Linked DNA regions of Xenopus laevis: region 2 is linked to region 1. The links are chromatin contacts, called in public Hi-C maps. All regions are on one chromosome and are shown on one strand. Each heading gives the region's core, a stretch centred on a gene start, on an enhancer-like site or on the middle of the called end of the contact. The rest is flanking DNA. Distances are from core to core; before and after follow the strand shown.

Region 1 (5,508 bases), core at 1,861-4,360:
TCTTGCTATACAATGTGAAATATTTTAGAAACTACAGTATGGGTCAGATTTATCAAAGGTCAAAGTGAAAATTGGAATTTTGAGCTAATGTTTGTGTACTTCGACTAGGGAATAGTACAAATTAGATTTGAATTTGAAATAAATTGAAAACCCGAATATCAAAATTTATCATGTTCTGTCTTTTTAAAAATTCAACTTTGACCATTCGCCATCTAAAACCTGCCGAATTGCTGTTTTAGCTTATGGGGTAGCTCCTAGAACCCATTTGGAGTCAATTGGTGGACTTTGAAAAATCAAAGGTTTTTTTTGGAAATTCGGACGTAATCGAACGAATACGGACTATTCACCTGCAAAAAAAAACTACTATTTTTTTTAAATAAATTTCGGTTGGTCTTTTTGAATTCAAATTTCAAAGTTTTTCAAATTTGAAATTCAACCCTTGATAAATCTGCCCCTATATGTGACCTATAAACCACAATTTCTCTAGGCTAAGTCCAGAACCCAGAAAAAACCACCACCTAACTCTATTTTTTGTTCACCTTCCTGTGAGTTTCACTTTTAGACTAATGTCATTAACTAGCTTATAAGGTTTCCTGCTGGATTCAGTTTGAAGTCATTACTTCTTAATTGTCAACTCCATTTTAAAATATATATATATATATATATAAACTGTATATATATATATATATATATATATATATATATATATATATATATTTATTTATTTAAAATGTATATACAGTATATCAGTTGTAAAAAAATTACAAAAAAAACTTGCCAAATCCTTCTCCAAAACCTTTGCTGTAATTATGGCTATAAAGGGATAAAAATAAATGCTCAGTAAAATAACAGGAATAACTTCTGAATGGCTCATTAGATGAAAGAAATCAATTATTTGGTTAATCTACAGGTGCAGATTTATATTTTTCCGACTAATTCTTCTGCCTCATTGGCGATGTTGCCACCTTTGCAATGGATTTTAACAATTTAACTAGGCTCTGTGAATTCCAAATTGTTGAGGGGAAAAATAGTATGTAAAAAGGGGGAACAGCAGGCAGTTTTTATCCTGAGTAAGAGTTAGAGTTCTTAGTAATAATCCCTTTATGTTACCCATGGGACAACAAGAAGTCAGCACACATTAACCCTGATGTTGTAGTGGCTCCCTATGGAGGAAATGTATATGTGTTCAGCTTAGGTATGCTAAATAGAACTTTCAATTATTGTTTGACCTTAAAATTGCCCTAGACAACCGATTTATGCTGAAAAAAAAAAAGAAATTTCATTTAATAACAACTATTAGCCGCAAGAAACCCAAAGCAGTGATACATTCTAGAATGACTAAACTATTGATTTGGCTTCAACACACAGACAAGTACAAAGCATGAAACTTTATAAATTAAAACAAACGCCCCAAAGTGTCAAAACAGTTAGATTAATTTCCCTGCTGATAAATTCTTCGAAGGAATGAAAAGTGTTTTATGAACATTTATGAAGCTGATACTATTCATTTATAATATACATCTTGACTATACCTCTATAGTTATATCCATTGTAATTGAGAGTTAATGCTTTATTGGTTTTATAATAAATGATATTTGTCTAGGACATTTTAAACAGCTAAAAGAAAATGGTAACAGTTTTACTTTATGTAATTAAGCTGTAAAAAATCACAATACATGTTGTCAAATATTCTCAGGAGTAGGTTAATAGAAAGTAAATTAGTGTTGCTGCATAATTAATATAATTGCAGTGGAATCCAGGCAGAAAAATTAATGTATTGTTTGAGGCCAGATGTCAGCTAGATAAATATAAAGCAGTTTTTTTTGTCCTTGTAGCAATTTGTTAAATACAGTCTGACTGTACATTTTGCAGCCTATTAATCTATCGTTTATAGCTCTATCTTTAAAGAGTATGATCACCTTTTCTGAAACACTTTGGTGGCTTTTGAAGAAGTGGAAATTGAGTCTTTAACAACAATCGCGATGCACTAAAAGGGATTTAAGATCAGTAGCCTCCCTTTATTCTTAACTCCTTTATCCACGCTGCCAAATCCGTAACTGTCTACCCACCCACAGCTGGCTGTCTCTTAAGTGTATTCACATTCCCCCATAAAATCTCTCTGAATTGTTTGGAATTGAAAATCCTATTAGTCTTAAATTAATTGCCATTTCTTGAGGAGCACCGGGTTGGAACTGCAGGCTGAGACCTGCAATAATTAACTGGGAAAAGGTTACTGAAGAGAAAAGATGCAGATCTCATGCTGGGCTTTAGTCTACAGATCTATTTCCTCCTCCTCTTCTCTACAGTTTTTATTATCTTATCAAGCCTATCCTCCTTTACTGACCATTCCTTTATCTGCCAGGCAAGAGACCAGGGGTCTTTGAACCCTGAAATGTAATTCTTCACAGAATTCACGAGGCTGATTAAGTTCATTCTACAGGAAATCAAGGGGTCCTAAAAAGGAACGTTTTAACAAATAAAACTGCAGTTCTAAAGTAAATTCTGTATAGGGACATCAGGAAAAGTGTTTTAAAAACTGATTTAACTTAAGTTTTATCCTGGCCCCTATTCCCATTTTGTTATACATATAGCGAGAGGAGTCAATTTCATTTGACTGGATACTGGATCTGCACCTATATCACGAGGCAAAGGATTCCACTGTATGTGTTCATGTAAAACATGGTATGAAACAGGAGCCATCTAGGGTCTGGAGATTTGGTTTATTAGTATGTGTATATAGTATACATTCTAAAATGGATCCATGCTTTCAGAATATTATGTAGGCAGAACTAAAAGTCCAACTATAATTTCTAGCAGTGCATCCCTTTCTATCATGTACTGTAGCATCTGGCTTAAAAGATTTAAATCAAATCTAAAAAGATTTGGAACGAATGGGAATTGAAAGCATTTACTAAACTGTAACATTACCATTCTTAAAGAAAAAAGCATAGCAAACTGCAGCAGTTTTGCGCCAATGTATCCATCTGCTTCACTTGCTCAGTGGTGCCTATTGTCCTAAACATTATGTGGCTCGCAGAAGCATTTGTCTGGAAAACAAAAACAACAATCATGCTGCCAGCATCCAGATTACTGAGGGACATCCATCACATTGTATTGAGCAGGTTCTATTGAATCATGTGCAACCCCTGGGTTCCCGCTTATATCTGCTGTAAGAGTCTGAAACTGAGGCCTGGGACTTTCTCTGCAAGACTTGTGCATTTAAATGAACTGCTATGCATTACAACTAAATTAGCACACAATGATGTCCCTCTCTCTGCCTTGGCTGCTGATCTTTTGGTAAATCGGTTTACTTGCTCTTATATAAAATCAACTTAACATCAAAGTATCCCATACCTACATTAGCCACGCTTATACTCAGTGGCATTCCCATGCCAATTATACTGATTCAGGCATCTGTAGTTTATAAGCTTCTTCTGTGGAGGCATGTTTGTTGGGTTTTCTTATGATTCCAGTCTCCTATGTGCAAAAATTGTCATCAGTTTGGACAGAATTTAGTGTCTTTGTTAGAATATATGTACAACAAGTGCCTGGTGCCAAATATCTACCATAGATTCAGGGCAGACATTTGATGAAATTGGTACAGTGCCTGGCCATGCAAGAAGTGTCATAGTGAAGATGCTGTGAAACCAGGAACACACTGTGTATTTGAATTACTGTTACACTCTATTTATTTGGAGCCAACACATTATTTAGCAGTATTTTATGTTATTATACATCATTTCAATCAGTCCAGTCAGTTTTACTAGGAGCCAGTTAACATTTCTGCATGTTTTTGGAGTGTGGGGGGGAAACCAGTGCAGAAACAGGGAGACCATACAAACTCCATGCAAATTCTTCACTGGATGGAATTGAAATCAGGACTCCATTGTGCGACCACTTTGCCCATGCATTGAATCCATAGCATTCAGCTGCTGCCAAGCCTTGCAAAAAAAACATAAACATAAAATATGTGTTACTGTATTTAATAAAAAATAATGTAAGGATAACAGGGGTAAATCATCCTACTATATCGTGAAAAGGCTTTGGGAGTTTACATAAAATCTTCTGACCTTGTGCTCGTATAAAAGCAGTACAGTTCATTGACCGCAAAGAGTTCCCTGAAGGTGGCACTACAGCATAAAATACTGTATTTCTACGTTTTTACTATTTAAGGTACTGAAATTGTTTGAGTAATGGAATACCATACCTCTCAAGAAAATGGCGCCTAGCTTCATGCGTTAACGCTACAAAAGAAACGCTGGAATTGAGCCTATAATAATATTGCTTGCATTATGTTGCCACAGAAAGATATGTCCAAAGGAAAGTATAACAATATTACAACCCAGAGGCTTACAATTAAATCTTTTAAAAACACTAATTTTACCTGACTCTGCACAGATACGTCCTGTCTAAAGGTGGCCATAGACTTAACAATTACGATCTTTCTTGGAAAAGATCTTTCCAAGACAGATAGTTTGTTTCAATACACACGTGTAGAGCTCAATCGTCAGATATACAGGTAGAAACAATAGAATTCTACCTGTATCTGACGATTCAGCACTTAAAACAATGGTCAATGTTTGGGTGCCTTCAAAGATGCACAATTAAAATTTTCCGTCCAGCCCAATCAATGAACCGACCAAGTCCAAGTAGGCTCTTTTCCCACCATACACGCATCGAATATCATACGAAAATTTTTCCGTACGATATTATCTGTGCATCTATGGCCACCTTAAGCAGAAATGAGCATGTGGCAGCACTTACAGATTGACAGTACATCAGATCCCACCTCTGTTCTCTCTGTTGTGAGCCCACATGTGTCCCAGGATATTGCAATACCCCTATTTTTCATTTTCTCTTGGTATTCCCTTCTCTCCCATTCCCATTTTAGTGTGCTGCTTTCCTCTCATATTTGCCCGCGTTTTTTCATTCAGGTGTCCAAACACACTTCTTGGACTTGGGTATTTTGGCACCATGTGCAATTGCTCTCCGACAGTCTATTGGGATGAATTGTGTCAACTGATGCAGAGGAAGGCTGGAGTTATCACCAGTTTGAATGTGCCGGTAGCTTCAAGTTTCCCACTGTACCAGTGTCAACGCACACAGCGTATTTGTGCCTGAAGAATTGTGCTCAGGGGGCATTGGGTGCTAAGGACCAGAAATGATGACATTCAAATGTAGACAACTGTGGCTGATTCGTGTTAAAGCACAAAAGCAATCAAAAGAGTTTTGAATCTGACACAATTGTGTGAAATTAAACTCCCCCTTGCAACTGCAATTACGTTTGAACTATGGGGGGGGCACTGCATTGTTGGTAAAAACCCATGGTGAATTACATCCAAAATTGCACATTGCACATTGCACTTGCTGTCATAAATTACCCTGTGCCTTATAATTATCTAATATTTCCATAGATTTTGACATATCCCACACAAGTCACAGTGTACAGTTTTCTCACTGCAAGTGTAAAAATTGTGTCACTTCTGGTCTGTGGCATCAGTGACGCCA
Region 2 (5,508 bases), core at 1,652-4,151, 190 kb before region 1:
ACAGGTCCGCCCCCATCACACAGTAAAAAAACAAAAAAAATATTGGTGGCTAGGGTTCCCACATGTTAATAAAAAATAAAAAGATATTGGTGGTCAGGGCCCCCATAAAAAAACATTTGCGGCCTGGGCCCCCCCATTAAAAAATATTGGTGGCTAAGACCTCACATGAGAAAAAAAATTGGTGGCCAAAATTGGTGGCCAGGCCCCCCCCCCATTATAAGAAATTTGGTGGCCAGGGCCCCTTAAACGTCCATGCCTTCCTGAAGTCAGCAGCTCTCAGAAAGATGGGGGGCCCAGCTAATCAAGTAAGTGTGGCGTGGCCGGGCCCCCCTTACCCTCGGGGCCCCCTACAACTGTCCCTGTCCCCCCTTGATGGCTGCCCTGGGGACTACTGTATAGTTTGTGAATGCCTCAACCCTCTCTGAACTCGATGAGGGACATACACCTAATTAAGCATGTTGTGCTAAATCACTCCTGGATTTTATTTTGTTGATTTTCTTCATCTCTTCAGTGACTTTGTGCTGCCTTCCCAAAAATGCCATCATTATCTCTGAAAACCACATAGTTTTGTGACATTTTATGTTGTGTAATATTTATGATTGTTTGTTGACATGTGTGGTAATGTCATGTTTTTGTTTCGACTAGTAATGGTTTGTCAATGCATATAAACATTGCACAAAACAAGCTGCATAAAAAGTGGGTGAAAACTGAAGTTCCCAAACATGGGCATCTGCAGAAATGGACTACACATTTTTTAACTCCTTAGGCAGGCATATTTTAACTGGGCTATCATACCAAGGACATAGTAAATAAAGTACCCCCTATTGTAAAATAAAAGGATATTATAAGTTACCCAGGAGTTCCATGACAATATAAAAGCACAAGGCCTTCCCTCCCTGTCTTTTCTTTTTCTTTTCCCTAGATATACTCACTTTTTTTCACTTTTATGTATCCTGTACATTCCTGCCCCCAGCAGCTGGAGCCTTCAGCCTGTGTGCCCATAGCCTAAAGTTCAATTCCCTGAAATTTCAGTCTCTAAAAATGCCCTGCTGTCTTGAACACTGATCAACTCGCAGCAGAAACATTGTTATAACAACCACCCATCAGTGTATTATTACCCGCAATTTCCTTGTGCACCTAAATCCTCAGCTGCCAAGCATACTTGCTCATTATTTTCTAATGTTGGCAACTCTGTACTCAAGGCAAACAACCTGAAACAAACACAATGCACAGTGCTGGAAAAAGATATTTAGGGTTTCCACCTGGCCAGTATTTTACCAGCCAAGCCGGTCAAACCTATGCCAAGGCCAGGGCCAGTATTACAAATATACCAACAATGTAGCTGGTCTGCCCATTAAATCCCTGATCCACCCTAATGCCTTTTTTTTTGTCTATCTGTGAAGAATCCATCAGCAACACCTGGTTACCTCACTGTTCCGCCCAAATGCATCATCCCTCTGCCTACTGACATTATTGATCCATCCACCACCGTCATCGATCTGCCCATCAATGTCACCGATCTGCCCATCTGTCATCTGGAGCTCCCTTTTTCCACTGGTAAGTTTAATTTTAATAGTCACTCACTAACCCCAAAGTTATCTGATTTTTACATTGTACTTCCAGGTCCTTAAAACTAGTGGAACTTGTGGTTCTCACATGAACATATTTATCTAACCTGCGAGCAATTTAAAAAAGAAATGTTGTTGGAGTGGAGTTATCAAATTTACAAGAGCCTTTCTGCAATTTGTAAATATGGCGATTTTGTACACAGTGAAATGGTCATTCCAGAACTCCACTTTAGTGAGTGAATTTGTAGCACCAAATTTCTCCATACAAATCAGACAACTAAAGCTGACCATACACTGATCTGCTGCTTTAGACAGTTATGTTCAATCATTAGTCCAGACTCCAAGGCCAAATAATCAGAGCAGCCTGATTTGGCCTTGCACATAGGTGATCATATCAGGGAGAGATCTGCACAGGTAGATTTTAATGTGTATGGTGAGCCTCGCCTTGACGGCCATACAAGCCTGCCAGGATGAGAACTGCATCAGCTTGTCAATTTTCAAACTGGCCTGATCGACTTCTGGCAGATTTTGGTCAAGTTGGCCCGTAAGGGCCTATACACGGGTCCATCTGCAGCTTTTACGGCCAGTGTATGGCCTCCATAAAGGGATTGTTCAAATTTAACTTAACTTTAAAAATGATGTAGAGAGTGATATTCTGACACATTATACAGTTGTGCTCCACATTTTATTATGCCTGTTTTCTTATTATTTAGGTTTTCTTATTATTTAATTTATGCCTGTTTTCTTAATATTTAGGATTTTTGCCCTAGCAACCAAGCAGTGGTGTGAGTGTGAGACTGGAAGGTTCATAGGAAAGGCCTGAATAGAAAGATAAATAATAAAGTGTAACAATAACAATACAAGTGTAGCCTCACAGAGCAATTGTTTTTTTTTTGGGTCAGTGACTCCAATATAAAAGCTGGAAAGAGTCACAAGAAGAAAGAGGCAAATCATTCAAAATACTATGGAAACTAAAAATAAACATTGACTTAAAGGCTAATCACCCCTTTAGGGTTGGGGCAGACGACAGATTCAGGAGATTTAGTTGCCTGTGATTCAGTCGCCTGCCTTTCTCGTGAGGCAACTTTTGGCGACTTCAGAAATCGAAGCGCCGCAAGTGCATTAGCGCTGGCGATTCTTCAGATTTTCGCCGCGCAGAAAAGGCGATTAGTCGCCAGGCGACTAAATCTCCCCGAATCTGCTCGTCTGCTGAGTTAAAACAGAGTCGAGTGAATTTTTTTTTTATGGAGTTCAGACAATTGTAAATTTGGCTTTTAGGGTAGAACTCCACGAGCGATTTTAAGTGCGATAGTTTCCATTCCGACGTGCGGAGATGAATTGCAGGCGTCACGTCGGATTTGCAAAATCCAAGGGAATGTCGGACGTTATCGCTGCGTGCATTCAACACGACACGACTGTCGGATGTAAACACCGCATCTTGCACGCAGCGACAACGTGTGACATTCCTATTACTTACCTTCGATTCTGCACATCCGATGTAATGCTTGCGATTCATCTCAGCACGTCGGAATGGAAGCTATCGCACGTAATATCGCCCATGGAGTTCTACCCTTTATTAGGGATACAGCAAATCCGATATTCGCTTTCTGATTCGGCCAAACACAAATTGCGTGTGCTCTTCACTCCCTCAACATGTATTTCTGCCAGCAATTTCCATCAGGCATGCAGGGCCGGATTTACATAGTGGGCACCCCTAGGCCCGCTGCCGTTCATCACCCCTGTCCCCTCCCCTTCATCCATGCACATGCACAAATTTTCATCATCAGGTCGGGAACACTGGGGATTGGTGCACAGGATATTAAAAAAACTATTGTATCTCATGAGCAGCACTAGAGCATCCAAACCAATGTGGATGTGGTTGGGCAGCATGCCTACCCCCTAAAATCCTGCCGCCCTAGGCCCGAGCCTTGATGGCCTTTCCACAAATCTGGGCCTGCAGGCATTAGGGTTTGAATTTGGTTCGGTATTCAGCTGAATCCATTCCCTAGGATTCAGGAAAAAGAGGTGCATTCTTACCTGTAATGATTTAATGGTGTAAACAAACATTTTGCCTAATATTAGTGTTGATACCACTTTTGTGAATTTCCCCCTTGTGTCCTCCCAGTGGACCCCATCAGCCTAGGTTGTTGGGTGTCAAATTTGTGTATCTGCAGGTTGCCCCCAGCTAACAGACGTTGGGGCTGTTGCAGTTCATTAACATCTCAGTTAGATCTTGACCAATCTTCCAATGTTCACCTTTGTGGCCTAGTGAGACATTATTTCAGGGGACTGCCGTGGCCAGAACATTTCCTGAGTGAAACCGCACACCTGTTTAACTCTTTCACTGAGAATGGCACCTGTTCCCTGTATCTCAGTAGTCCTGAAAAACTTAAAGCAGCAAATGATAACATTTCCCTCTCCCCACCCCCTATAGAACATGACTGCAGTCTATTTCTAGAAGACCTGCACTTGCAAGGTAATTAGCAGTTCAGCTGAACTAATTCCCTATCCCCCAGCTCCAAGACAAACAGCATGTGCTGGCTCTCACTACATACCTATACACACACTCACCTCTATGTTTGCAAAGTGCCAAGGAGACCTTGCCAAAAAAAACACAAATAGCGAAATGCTTCTTCAGGTTAAGAGGCAAGGCTGGAGGCTTGGAGCTGCCCAGCATTTGCACACTAGCGGCCACTCATCAGCAGCTAAAAAGAGAACCTCTGTTCTGAGTTTGTAGGCTGAAAAAAATGGAAGAAAATACCATTAACAAAGGTATCTTGTATTAAGCTGCAGTCCCAGAGGAGGTGAGGGCTAGGGGAAAGATGAGATAGACGGGAAGACCTTGCGAGGTGGAGGAAGTTACAATCAGTGGTCTCTTATGAATGAGGAAATAAAATAGGTTTACCTTTCGAAGGTTATTTTACATGATGTAAGTTAAAAATAACAGCTGCATTTGGGGCTTTAGGAGAAGTCACACTTGGTGGATGATGTGACCTGCTCTCAGGCAGCTGTGCAAACAATCAGGTGGGATAGTGGAATGCTGCTTTGCTTAGTAAATCATCCCCTCTCCAGCATTGTGCCCCAGAGCAGCCCCTCCAGTCAATGAGCTTGGCTATATCGCTGACACTAACCATGCACTGCTTGTTATATATATCATCATATACTGTACATTATATCAGGGATGGACAGTAAGAGATGGCAACAACTTTGTTATGGGAAATGCAAATTACAGGGTTGGACTGGAGGTTATGGAATCATAGAATGATTTTGTTTACATGCATCTGTAATTCAGGGAAGGGCAATTGATCCAATAATACTACTGACTGAAATGAAATATATATTTTGATTTAAAGTCATAGCTAAAAGAAAAGTGCATTTATTTAAAGGAGGTTAGCATAGTCCATTTTTATATCCTATTTAAATATCCTATTTAATTTTTTTTCAATATCCTTTTTTTGATTTATTTTTTTACATATATCACATACAGTTGTGGCCGATTTAGGAGTATATGGGAGATGGTCTTCCCTTAATTCTGAGCTTTCTGGATAATGAATCCCATAGCTCAAGGTGGCCATACTAGTGATTGACCTGCTTGTTTGTCAACCTTGCCAAATAATCTTATAATATATGGCCAGATTAAGGTAACTTTTCCAATTAAATTAGATGCAGAGGTGCAACAATGCTTGCTGAGTCCCCTTAATAAATCAGATGCTCCCATAGAATCCATTTTAAGCAAATAGTTAAATTTTTTTTAAAAATGATTCCCTTTTTCTCTGTAAAAATAAATTAAAAAAAACTCGTACTTTATCTCAATTAAGATATAATCATTTTTGGATGCACAATAATCCTGTTGGTTGTATTTAATGCTTACATTATTTAAACTTAAATTTAAGGTATGGAAATCCAAATTACAGAAAGACCTCTTGTCCCCAACATTCTG

What was found. A called contact is a pair of places that touch in the nucleus more often than the background predicts.
Region 2: a Hi-C map of the XTC cell line shows a contact between it and region 1, with 3 times the contacts expected there. The contact joins two enhancer-like sites. A contact is called at or near these places in 2 of 4 Hi-C or Micro-C datasets (the XL177 cell line and the XTC cell line).

What each region holds. Positions count from the first base shown.
Region 1 is chr7L:98,097,818-98,103,325 of Xenopus_laevis_v10.1, reverse strand. No RefSeq gene overlaps it. Among protein-coding and RNA genes, the nearest start is that of wnt4.L, 77 kb to the left of the region's middle. Within about 2 kb of position 3,110, at least 1 of the 7 cell types and tissues checked has an H3K27ac peak or open chromatin away from gene starts, as enhancers often do.
Region 2 is chr7L:98,291,089-98,296,596 of Xenopus_laevis_v10.1, reverse strand. No RefSeq gene overlaps it. Among protein-coding and RNA genes, the nearest start is that of cdc42.L, 62 kb to the left of the region's middle. Within about 2 kb of position 2,901, at least 1 of the 7 cell types and tissues checked has an H3K27ac peak or open chromatin away from gene starts, as enhancers often do.